2 separate regions of the Rattus norvegicus genome follow, and region 2 is linked to region 1. A link is a contact called in public HiChIP or PLAC-seq data. All regions are on one chromosome and are shown on one strand. Each heading gives the region's core, a stretch centred on a gene start, on an enhancer-like site or on the middle of the called end of the contact. The rest is flanking DNA. Distances are from core to core; before and after follow the strand shown.

Region 1 (5,699 bases), core at 2,994-5,493:
GTTTAAAAGCAGCCAGAGGGGGCTGGTGACGTGGCTCACCAAGTAGAGGTGCAAAGCTTGACCCTCTGAGGTCAAGCAAGCCCTCAGCGCCACTGGTAGAGGGAGAGAACCAACTCTTGCAGGTGGTCCTCTGCCTCTACACATATGTGTACATACATATATACATACATACATACATACATACATACATACATACATACATACAGGAAAAACCCAGACACCCTGACAGTCATTTCCAGGAACCTCTTATCAAACAGCTCTCTTAAACTCAGTGGCCTGTACCTCGTGCAGACAGCCCTCCCCTGAGCAGGCCGTGCACAGACATCAGGGCCTAAGGATGTAAGCTGTGGGGGTGAACGTGGCTTTGGCACCTTTTGCGCTGACTGAATTAAAGGAAGAAGTCCAAGGTAGCAGATTCCCAGCCCCGCCCAGCTTTTGGGAACCACAGCGTTGAGAGTCTTCCTGGGTCACCCCTAAGTAATGACAGCCCAGGGGCCAGAGCCTGACTTGCTGCTTTCCTGTCAGCTCTCCACCAGCTCGCACAGTCCCCTTTTCTCCTCCGCCCATGCCTCCAGCATGCTATTTTTACATGTGCCTCTCACACATCTGTGGTTTATGCACGGACACACTGACTCACAAAAATGTGTCATAAATGGCTTTTGCAATCCGCCTGCCCACAGCATCCCTGGTATCACAGGGTTTCAGAAAGTGCTCAAGGCCTGGCAGCTTCTAGACTGTACACATTTTCAAGGCCTATGCATGACTTGCTGTTACTGGAATTGTGGCCACCTGATATGCATTGCGGCATGAGCCAGCCGGAAAGAGCGAGATTTAGCTGGCTAACTGCAACCTTATTTTATCCCAGAAATTGTTCTTTTTTTTTGAAGAAAGAGGTATTTAATATTTTTGTCTTTTCCTTTCAGGGATTTACAGAACTTCTTCCAATCGACTTGATTAAAATTTTTGATGAAAATGAGCTGGAGGTTTGTGTTATCAATACGTTTTACATAAAGTACAGCGTCTCCTTACTTCGTAAGCGACACTTTTGTATTCTCTGACACATGGCCTATTGAATGCACAGAGATGGAGTCTAGTGTGTGCTCTGTTGTCGGGCCTGTCTCTGATCTGGGGGGTGGGGAGGGCCTAGCAATAGAAACACCAAGGAGATGTGTTGCCTGTGACAGGGCGGCGTGAAGGGAGAGCTCTCAACCTGCGTGTCCCACCCGGTTTACATCTGATCAATTTCCTTCCCAGTTGCTGATGTGCGGCCTTGGTGATGTGGACGTGAATGATTGGAGACAGCACTCCATTTACAAGAACGGCTACTGCCCCAACCACCCTGTCATCCAGTGGTTCTGGAAGGTAACGCCAGCTCTCTAGGCCCAGCCTCTCTTGGCTTCAGGCTCTTCCTCCCAGTCAGGGCAGAAGTCCTAAGCGCTGTGTCAGGTGCCCGCTGGAGAGCTCAGAGCAGGATCGTCCTCCTGCATGGGGATGCTTTTGAGCTGGCTCATCCCTGTGAAGAAATCATTTTCTCATTTTTTTTTCTCCAATAGCCATCTTGATTTTTATATCTTACAACCAAAGATGCAAATTAAATTTGACCATCTCAGGGCCAATGTTCCTATTCTGTTGGGCTCAGGAAAGCTTTAACCAAGACAGTAAACCAAACATTTAAAAAAAAAAAAAACCAAAAAACAGCTAATTCCTCTCCCACAAAAAAATTTATTTTAATTAATAGTTTATTTACATGCACAAAAAGGAAATCAGCCCTGCATGGTAACATATGCCCTTTTCTTTTTTATAGACAGGGTCTCACTATATAGCCTAGGCTAGCCTCAAAATAGAGAGTCACCTGCCTCTGCCTCCCAAGTGTTGGGAATAAAGGTATATGTCATTAGTTCACAGGCCCATTTTTGACTCTGGTTTCCTTCTATTTGTAAAATGGCGTTAGGGAATTTTCTGTGGCTCTGTGTCACCACCTGGCTTCCCCTTGTTTAGATAAGTCTGGAACACTGCCTGGTTAGAACTGGCTTCAGGGAGACCCCAGATCTCAAACCCAGAAACCTGAGCTTGAGCCCATCGAAGGGTTTTCTTTTTATATTATTTATTATGGTCTGCTGGCAAAAGGAAAAAGGGACCCAGCAATTCTAAGATTAGAGAGGCTGGGGTTTATAGCAACTGTTAAAAGGGGGGAGGCAGAGTCATGGTAAAGGCGATTCTGTGGCGCTGTTACAATGTGTGGTGAGGTGTGTGAGGTGACAGTGACCTTCTGCCTCTAACAGGCCGTGCTGCTGATGGATGCTGAGAAGCGGATCCGGTTACTACAGTTTGTCACAGGCACCTCCAGAGTACCCATGAATGGATTTGCCGAACTTTATGGTGAGTATGGCGTGCCCCAGAATCTCCTGTCCTCCTGTGAGGACCCAGGCAAGCAACATCCAGCCATCTTGGTCCCATTCCAGACCAGATGTACCTGTGTTAGCTCCACAGGGACCCATGGAGTTGTGGAACAGAGGGCTTCAGCCAGCAAGGACTGAGGCCGTGTTCGCTTTTTTGTACAGAGACCTCCTCTCGTCTTCCCTCCCCTTCCCCCATAGTTCAGGTTTTTTGGTTCCGCTTATAAAAGCAGATGTTTTCAGAATCACCCTTACGGTTGAAAGCGCCCACCTCCAGCCTGCAGGGCTCTTTCCGTTCTGTGAGTCAAAGCTCACATTGTGTTACTTTCCCCTGAGGTAGAGACCAGGGATTTCCCACAGGACTCACCCGGGCAGACCGCACTCTTGAGAACCCTTCCCCTTTTCCCTAAGTCCCACCACAACTTTGTCCCACTGCTTCAAGCCTGTTGATGCACCTTCTTCCTTTTTTTGCCCAGGTTCCAATGGTCCTCAGCTGTTTACAATAGAGCAATGGGGTAGTCCTGAAAAACTGCCCAGAGCTCATACATGGTAAGTAACAAAATCCTTGTGAGGGCTGGAGAGATGGCTCGATGGTGCAGAGCATTCGATGCTCTTTGCAGAGGACTAGGGTTTGACTCACAGCCCCTACATGATGTCTCACAGCCATGTGTAACTCCAGGTCCAGGAGATTTGACTTCCACAGGGCACCAGGTACACATGTGGCACACATACATGTAAGCAGAGCATGCATACACATAAAAATGAATCTAAGGCTGGCTGATCTCAGGTGCCAGCTGGGTGAAGCTGTCGTGGGAGCATAGAACACTGAGTTCTGCCCACCAATAGCTTCCAGTGCAGAAGAACAACTGTGTAAGGTGACCTCTTACCAGGAAGGATAGCCAAGTGTAAGCCGTGACTTGGATGGGCCCAGTGTCCTTGCAGGTTGAAGGGTTTAAGTCTCTGTGCTCCCAGGACTCCCCCTAAACCGTCTTCCCATCTATTTTAGAGCGGAGACTTCCTTGCTCACCGTCTCTGAGTACAACAGTCCCCTACCTCTCATACATTTGGGGTTTTTTTACTCCCATTTTTAACTGGTTGTTTCAAAATAAGGATAAGAGACAGTGATGGTTCTCCAGGTGAAGGCTCTCACCATCGAGCTTTACAACCTCAGTTAGCTCCGTGGGACCCACATGGTGGAAAGAGAGAACCAACTCCTGCCAACTGTCTTCCCACCAGATGTGTGCTGTGGTGTGCACACATGCGTACAGTAAACAAATGGTTTTTTGTTTTGTTTTTTTTTTTTTTAATAAAACTAAGAACAAAATTCCCCATAGCGGCATCAATTCAAATGGTCTGAGTGACCTGGGGGCTGTGGCACCATCAGCTCTCTCTGACTGGAGAGGGAGGAGGAAGCCCCAGGAACCGGCTTGAGGAGGGTCACACGACACCCAGGACAGGGACAGACACAGCCTAGTAGATTTTATAGCAGCATTCAGCAAGCTCCTTCTGGCCCGTGTCTCTGCATAGGCTTTTGCTTCCTTCTTGATGCGGCCTGCCTTTCTCAGCACGAGGTTTAAAAGCCCATGCTGAGCTGGCATGGGCACCCTTTCTCCCCCGCGATGCCTGCACAATCCTTCCAAAACGGTCAGTGGGGGAGCAGACTGCTGTGGGTGCCCTTACCTCTCCAGAAGGACCATCTGTCACTGTGCGGAATGGCCAAGCCACCGCCTGTGTGGTCCTTACCGACAGGCACGCTATTGCAGAAATTGGCCATTCAGAGCGGGTGCTGTCTACAGTTCTCAGCCTTTATTCTAGGGAAGGAAGTCTGCAGAATTTCAGACAGCTTCCTTCCAGGGCTAACTGACCACCCTTTTTAAATGCTCTTGAGCTGGGTAAGAGAGAGCTACTCAACAGGGCTGAGTCGCCTTACTTGGCATCTTTTGGGCACTCGGCTCCCAGCCCCTTCTGAATATATTCTGATCCAGCCCTCCCGTACCCCTGGGAACAGTCTCTCCTCTTTTTGCACTTGAGCGGACAGAGTCAGAGAACTGAGATGACATGCCCAAAATCACAGGTCGAAAAGGCAGAATTTGAACTTGCCCGCAAACAAGCAGCCTTGATTTCTTGCTGAGGCTATCCCTGTATTCAAAGACCTCACCCTTGAAGGGTGAGCTAGATCCTCCCTGCCCCAGCTGAAGCCCTGTTGCTATGGAGCTTTTAAAGAATGCAGCCCTCCCCTCTCCTCCCTCCCCTCCCTTCTCTTCCCCCCTCCCCTCCCCTCCCCCCGCCCTCTCTCTCTGAACCTCACTGGGAGGCAACTGGATAGCAGATGTGGTTCAGTTTTCTGGAGCCCAGGACAGGGTCTGCAACCCTCCTAGGAATGGGGCCCATCCTGGCTTTACCTTCTTGCTTAAGGATGTGCATGTATGCGTGATTGGGGGTGGGATATATACATATATAACCTTACCTGCTTCACACCTACAGCAGTTGGTTCAGGCATGGATAGTGTGAGTAGTAGTCTGTCCATCCTTCATTCCTGAGGTGTGCATGCCTCGTGCTCCGTGCATTTTCTTTTCTTTTAAAACGAGGGGCTTTTTGTTTGTTTGTTTGTTTGTTTGTCTTTTGTTGTTGTTATTTTTCTTTTTTTTTTGTTATAACACTGTGTGTGTGTGTGTGTGTGTGTGTGTGTGTGTGTGTGTGTGTGTGTGTGTCTGTGTGTCTGTGTGCGGGCGTGCGTGTGTGTGTGTGTGTGTGTGTATGTGTGTATGTGTGTGTGTGTGTGTGTGTATGTGTGTGTGAGCGTGTGTGTTGTGTAGGATGGGGGGTGCGTGCCACCAGTGTGGTCAGAGGGCAACTGCAGTCAGCTCTCTCCTTCCACCCTCTTGTGGCTTCCGGTCATTGAACTAAGACTCCAGCCTGCAAGCAGCTGGACTTGCTGGGCTGCCTCACCAGCCCACATTTTTGTCCATAGATGTTGGTGCTTGTCTTCTCTTTGACTCTCCCTGTCAGCAGAGAGTCCTGGACAGTTGGAAGATTCATTCCTTTTCCCTGTTGATTGTATGGCGTCAGCAGTTTCATAGCTCGAAGGTGGCTTTGGATGATAAAAGCACGACTGTCTTTTTAATTCCCTCACTCAAACAGCCAATGCCTATTAGCCAAAACTGGGACACACACACACACACACACACACACACACACACACACATACACACACATATACACACATATACATACATATGTATATATATGGTTCTATGTACTGCTTGGGCCAGGAGAATGGCGGCCGCTCACCTCTACTTTCCA
Region 2 (6,083 bases), core at 3,365-5,864, 43 kb after region 1:
GCTGTTGACACTGCTTATGTGCAGGTAGCCCTGGATCCAGCAGATGGATGGCACAGTCTCAAGACCCCGCTTCAGACGGCTCTCGAATGTCCTAAGTTGCTTGCCGTGTGCTTCTGACTCACCAGGTATACGGAGGTTTCCACAACTGCGTACTCGGGTCCAATTCGCTGTTTTGAGAAAACCTGTTGGTCAGCTTATTCCAAAGGATAATTTAAAGGCAGAGAGGGGATATGTGCTCCAAGAAGTGCATGTGTTTGGCTACCTAGAAGCTCTACGAAACTGTCCTTCATAGATTTTTACAGGTCTTCCTTTGCATAGGCTTGATTCGGTAGACAGGAAGAATGTGTTGGGACCCCACAAGCCTCATCTCCAGCGAGGAGATGATGTACAAAGTGAATAATGAACCTTGAGTCAGCACCATCTTTGCAGATACTGGGTCAAAAATGTCCAGAGTCTGTCCTTGTGGTTTAATGTTCTTATATATTTAAGCATAGCAAAACTTTGGGGGAAAGGAAACCATAGGACAGTTAATCACCACAAAGCTTTACGAAGAGCTACATAGAATCCCCCTAGCAAAGTAACAAAGCACCTGTGACCTTTACAATGCGTTCTATTGGCTGATAAAAAGAGCTCAGATCTCCAGCCTAAAGAGGAAGGCTTGGCAATAAGTGTAAGAATAGACTCTGGGTGGAGGACACAAAGGTCTAGGCACTGAGGGGCAAAGCTCAGCATCTGGGCCTAAACAATGCTCAGGATATTGGGGGACTCCTAGTAGAATCGCAAAGGATCACTAGGCTGTTTGACCATTTTCAGTCTGGCCTTCCAGGTGACCAGACATTTTTCATTTCCTTCTGAATGAAATGAATGTTCTGTTTTTTTCCTGGGGGAGGCCTGCAGGATTGACCCCGTTTCTCCAATGCTTCCTCTAAGCTGTGCTTCTTACAGTAATGTAGTGGGGCGAAAGGGACAGGCAAGGTCTAATGGTTAGGCAGCATGTAAACAATGTTGTCTACTCAGATGTTTCTTTGTGGTCTTAAGGGAGGGACCCCCTGAAATGAGAAGAAATGGTTATCAGACAAGGTAGGTTGGAATTATGAGCCAGGAACCATGGATAAAAATATATGTGCATCTACATATATACATACACACATACACACAAAATTAAATCATAATGGTGGTAAATTTCCCTATCTTCCCTAAGTCATTAAAATAAAAAATAAAATAGTCTCCCAGAGTACTCAGCAACAAGGCTAGTCACCATTCCATTCATTCCATTGAGTTGATGTTAGGAAAATGTAGGCACAAAAAAAAAAAAAAAAAAAAAAAAAGCTAAAACTAGGTGTCTTTGTTAGATTTCTGTTGCTGTGATAAACACCGTGACCAAAAGCAACATAGGGAGGAAAGGATCTATTTGGTTTATGTGTGCTGACTGCAGACCATTGTCGAGGGAAACGGTGTAGGAACTCAAGCAGGGCAGGCCTCTGAAGCCAGAACTGGGACAACGTCCATGGAACAGTGCTGCTCCTGGCTTGCCCCTCCTGGCTTGCTCCAGCTTGCTTTCTGATACACTCCAGGACCACCTGCCCAGGGCTGATGCCCTACTCAGTGCTCTCTGGGCCCTTCACATCAATCATCAATTAAGAAAACGACCCACAGGCTTGCCTGCAGGCCACTCTGATCAAGGTGTTTTTCTCAGTTGAGGTTCTTTCTTCTCAGATGACTATAGCTTGTGTCGAGTTTACAACGAAACAAACATATGGGGTTAAGTCTACTCTCTGAAAACCACAGACTAATGGGCAATAAATGAAGACATGGAGGTCCTCTTCTTTCTATTATTAAAAAAGAAACCTGTATGTGACTTAATTGACCTTTCAGACATTCTAGGACACGTCTGCTCTGTACTGTTTTAACCAATTATCAGGTTGATTACTGGATTTGGATGCTAGATCTGTCTTACGTTTCACAAATTAGCACCAGAAACCCACATGTGAACTGTGTGTAAGTTGCCATAGCAAATCAGTTATTTGAAGCTTTTCAGGTTCTGGGATAGTGGTACGGATGGGTGGTCTGGTTTCAAATATATTCTCTGAGAGGCATCTTTAGTAAAAACAAAATCTGTGACTTGCCTGAATGAACTAGTATATGCTTAGTCAAGTTGACAGGGTCAGATCAACCGTCAGAAACAAATGCATTCATCCGTCAGCCAGCACTTATCAAATACATACAGAGTAGCTTCCCTGTGCCCTGCACAGCCCTAGGCCTTGGGGGGTACTTTTTTTTTTGGTTCTTTTTTTTCGGAGCTGGGGACCGAACCCAGGGCCTTGCGCTGCCTAGGTAAGCGCTCTACCACTGAGCTAAATCCCCAGCCCCTGGGGGGGGGGGTACTTTTAAATAAAAAAATGTCTGACGATATTTCTAGGAATGAGCAATCCCTGTGTGCAGTCTATTAGTGTACAGTCCTCATGGCCCCAGTCACACTTAATAAGGAGCCTAGTGAGAAAACTGCCAATGGATTCTAAGTTCCTCGTTAGAGAGCACCCCGGAAGTACATCCCACACATCCAGGATGCACTGCAAAGGCTTTAAGACCATGAGTAGCTTTGTATAAAGGAAAAAAAAAAAAAACAACTCACGAAGTAGATTTCTACCTTCTCAATGTGTTTCCCCCAACAGTTTCTTTTTTTCCTGGCAAGTCAACTGTCAAGAGGAGATCAAACACCCCTCCCCCAAAAGAATGAATATCTTGGCAATCTTTCTTGTGTGTCTTTTTATGGAGATAGCATGACCCGAGCAAGTAGTGACCTTTGCCATCATAGGAATCACTCCCCAGGCACATGGTTTTATTGGACCTTTGCAACACAGGGCAAAGGTGGCCCAGGTTTGGTCCCCTCCCATAGATGGCAGGCTGAGAATGGTGCTTCTGGTGTCATCTGCCCATTCAACCACAATACATTATGGATCTTATAAATCGAGAGTCCTGCTCTTTAGCCGTCCTCAATATGGTTCCTCCACAAAAGCCTGGGTTTCGTGGCTGAGTCCTTGTTGAAACTGAGTTAATTAGCATCCTCAGCTCTCCTCGGGTCTGTCTCTGGTAAACACTGAAGGGAAAGCCCGACAGAGGATGGGTGTGCAACAATCCCCATGAAGGTTCACAGTACAGAGGAAGTCAAATATTCCAGAACACTCTTGTTGAAGAAAACGAAAGAAAAGGAACATTTATGAGGTAGTTAAAGTGCCCAGACCTGGAGCAGCCATCTTAGAGACCTCCTCACTGAAGTAAGATGCAGAGTCTTCTGGCTCCAAATTATTCTCAGATTTGAGGGCGATGTCTGTTCTGTTCCATCATGCTGAGGCCCTAATTAGCTGGAATTAACCCAGGAACATAAAGAAGGGCTTTCTGTGTTCTCTTCTACTACTGTGGCTCATTAAATGGCGTATTATGATTACTGCCTACATCATTCCTCATTCAAAATAAAAGACCTGTTCTTTCCGTAGGTTTCCAAGGGGCACATACAGAAGGCAGAAACATTCATGTGTCTACTTTGTGTCTCTGTGTGTGTGCCCATGTGTGTGCATGTGTGCATGTTCCCTGGTTGCTTTCCACCTTGTTTTTATGATACAGGGTCTCTCACTGAACCTCAAACCTAGAATTTAGCTAGCCTGGATGGCCAGCAAGTTCCATAATCCAACATGGGATTGTACTGTGTTCACTGTTCTAAATGTGTGTCCTGGGGGGTCAAACTCAGGTCCTCATGCTTGTGAAGCAAGTTCTAGACTGACTGAGCCATCTCCCCAGCCCTGACACCTCCCACTTTAAAGACACTGTTTATACAGTCCTGCTGCCTCAGATCTCTGGTGATAGCATACTTCCCCAGGATCCACTTTCACCTCCTCCCCTATCCCAAGAAAGCTATGACCAGCAGTTTCCAGGCAACCATTCCTAGGGATGCATACTGGCTGACTCCAAGTGCTGTTTGCAAGATGAAAGGGTCCACTTAGACATGTGTTACTTAAAATCACTCTCAACCTGGGGAGACAACGGAGGATTCAAACAGCCACACCAACCAGCTTTCTTCTCAGCAAACAGGCTACTTGAATCTTTGCGGGTCGCACTAGCGAGGTCTTTCTTTAGTCCGTCTTTCCTTCTTTGCACTGTGTGTTCAGTAGACATGTCAATCACCACTCAGCGTCTGTCCTGCTTTCATCTGGCTCCAAGGGAGCCACCATTCGACAGTGGCTCCTGCAGACGCTCCTCTGGACCTTTTAAAAACATGTAAAACTTACATTTGCATCCTTCTCAGAGGAGATAAAGGAAGGCTAGAATTAGAAACCAGTTCACTCTTTGTTCTGATGGGGAACTTGAAACCGAGGATTCTAGCATTTATAGCAGCTTTAAAAACATGCCCGCTCCTTAGCTTCATCAGCATGGTTTCTGTAGTTACTATGCAGTAGGTATTGTACTGGACTCTGGGGCTATAAAGAACAAGACTGAGTCCTTTCTCCAGCCTTTCCCATTTAGTAATTGGATGGACGCCTAAACACATCCATTCCTCACTGTGGTTGGTGCCAACCCAGAGGCACAGACAGGGAGCCAAGGGCTGTGAATTAGATCCTTTATTTCTCCCCAGAGAAAGAGATCTCAAGTCTTTGATGTCATGATCTGACTTTGTTGGTGTTGGGAGAGCTTCCTCCTTGTTCACTTTAAAGATTCAGAAGCTAACAGGCCATTGTTCGGGGCTCTGATGTCACATCATCTGACCCTGCTGCTTTTACTCTGCGATTTGCCAGCTTAATGAACTGCTGAGGATCTGCTCAGGGGTTGGAAGACGAGGCTGTATGTTTTTCAGTGACACGAGAAGAATTTTAATTTCCCAGAAGAGCTTGGCAGGATGTGAGCTGCCTGGGTTGACGAGGCACTTACGGAATCAGGTCACTAGGTTTCTCTCCTTCCTGACTGCCTCTTTCCAGCCACCAAAAGCCTACAGCTAAGTCCCTAGATGAACACCTCACTACCTGCCCTGCAGACGGCCATTAGAGCAAACCCACAGTAGACACCACCAGTAGACAGGTGGGGACATCTGCTTTCTTCTCTTCGGTATTGAATTTCCTTCTCTGCTTTGTGCTTAAAAAGGAAAGGAGCCAGACACAGGAGCTCACAGAGCTGGCCGCTGGTGACTCAATTTAACAGAGAAAGCAGAACTGCTATGTGCACTCTGAAGGAAGCTTATTGTGGCATAAATTTAATGCGTCCTTGGGATGCTACAGAGGGCGTACCGATGAGCAGGCAAAATCTGATATTGACCCCCCTTACTCATTGACTCGACTGTCACTCAACTACGTGATCCTACTTGCTACCTGACAGCACTGCAATTGCTGGCCACTGATCATCTGAAGAGGAGACGATCTTTTAGGGTCTGCTTGTGGTCCTCTAGTGAGGTCACAGACAGGGCAGTAGGACCTTGGAAGTGAGTGTGGAAGTGAGTGTGACGCCCCTGGACTTAAGGAGGGGGATAGCATCTGTAGCAAGTGAGACTAAGGCAAGAGTAAGAGTTGGGATGCAGCTGTTGCTAGTGCTTGTCCATGGTGCCCAAAGCCCGACCGACTCCCAGCACTGTGCATATGCCTGCAAGCCCAGTGTTTGGGCGTAGAGATGGGAGGATTTCAAACTCAAGGTCATCTTTGACTTCATAAGGGGTTCAAGGCCATCTTGGATTACATGAGACGTATGGGGGTAGGTAAGACAAGAGTAGGGCGTCCAGCCCTTCTGTTGCTCTCCAAGTCATTCAGGGACCATAGCCAGGGAAACCTCAGTTTTCACTTTGGTAGAAGTTAAATTACCTTCAGGTTTCTAAAGCATTCCCTAGGATTCCTCCAAGAAAACCACTGAAGTATAACTCTGGAATTTATGGGGAGCATAGGAGGGGGTAGGAAATTTCTCTCTTAAAATGCAGCTGTACTCCCACAGAAAAGAGTTTATTTAATTTAAAAAAGGAATTTGGTTCTATTATGCAAATGACTTAGGACTGGGGTGTGTGTGTGTGTGTGTGTGTGTGTGTTTGTGTGTGTGTAGTGTGTGTGGTGGAG

The links. HiChIP or PLAC-seq counts read pairs in DNA pulled down with a chosen protein or histone mark.
Region 2: an H3K27ac HiChIP or PLAC-seq map of oligodendrocytes shows a contact between it and region 1, with 4 times the contacts expected there. The contact joins two enhancer-like sites. A contact is called at or near these places in 7 of 12 Hi-C or Micro-C datasets (the A7r5 cell line, the Rat2 cell line, frontal cortex and 2 more) and 1 of 1 datasets of contacts at active chromatin or transcription factors (oligodendrocytes).

The regions. Positions count from the first base shown.
Region 1 is chr18:60,986,193-60,991,891 of GRCr8, forward strand. Nedd4l (NEDD4 like E3 ubiquitin protein ligase) reads left to right here. Exons shown (of 31, transcript NM_001401320.1): 27 at 924-983; 28 at 1,255-1,362; 29 at 2,283-2,379; 30 at 2,873-2,945. Among named protein-coding and RNA genes, the nearest start is that of Mir122, 40 kb to the right of the region's middle. Within about 2 kb of position 4,244, at least 28 of the 93 cell types and tissues checked have an H3K27ac peak or open chromatin away from gene starts, as enhancers often do.
Region 2 is chr18:61,029,212-61,035,294 of GRCr8, forward strand. It overlaps the pseudogene LOC134482951. Among named protein-coding and RNA genes, the nearest start is that of Mir3591, 3.3 kb to the left of the region's middle. Within about 2 kb of position 4,615, at least 49 of the 93 cell types and tissues checked have an H3K27ac peak or open chromatin away from gene starts, as enhancers often do.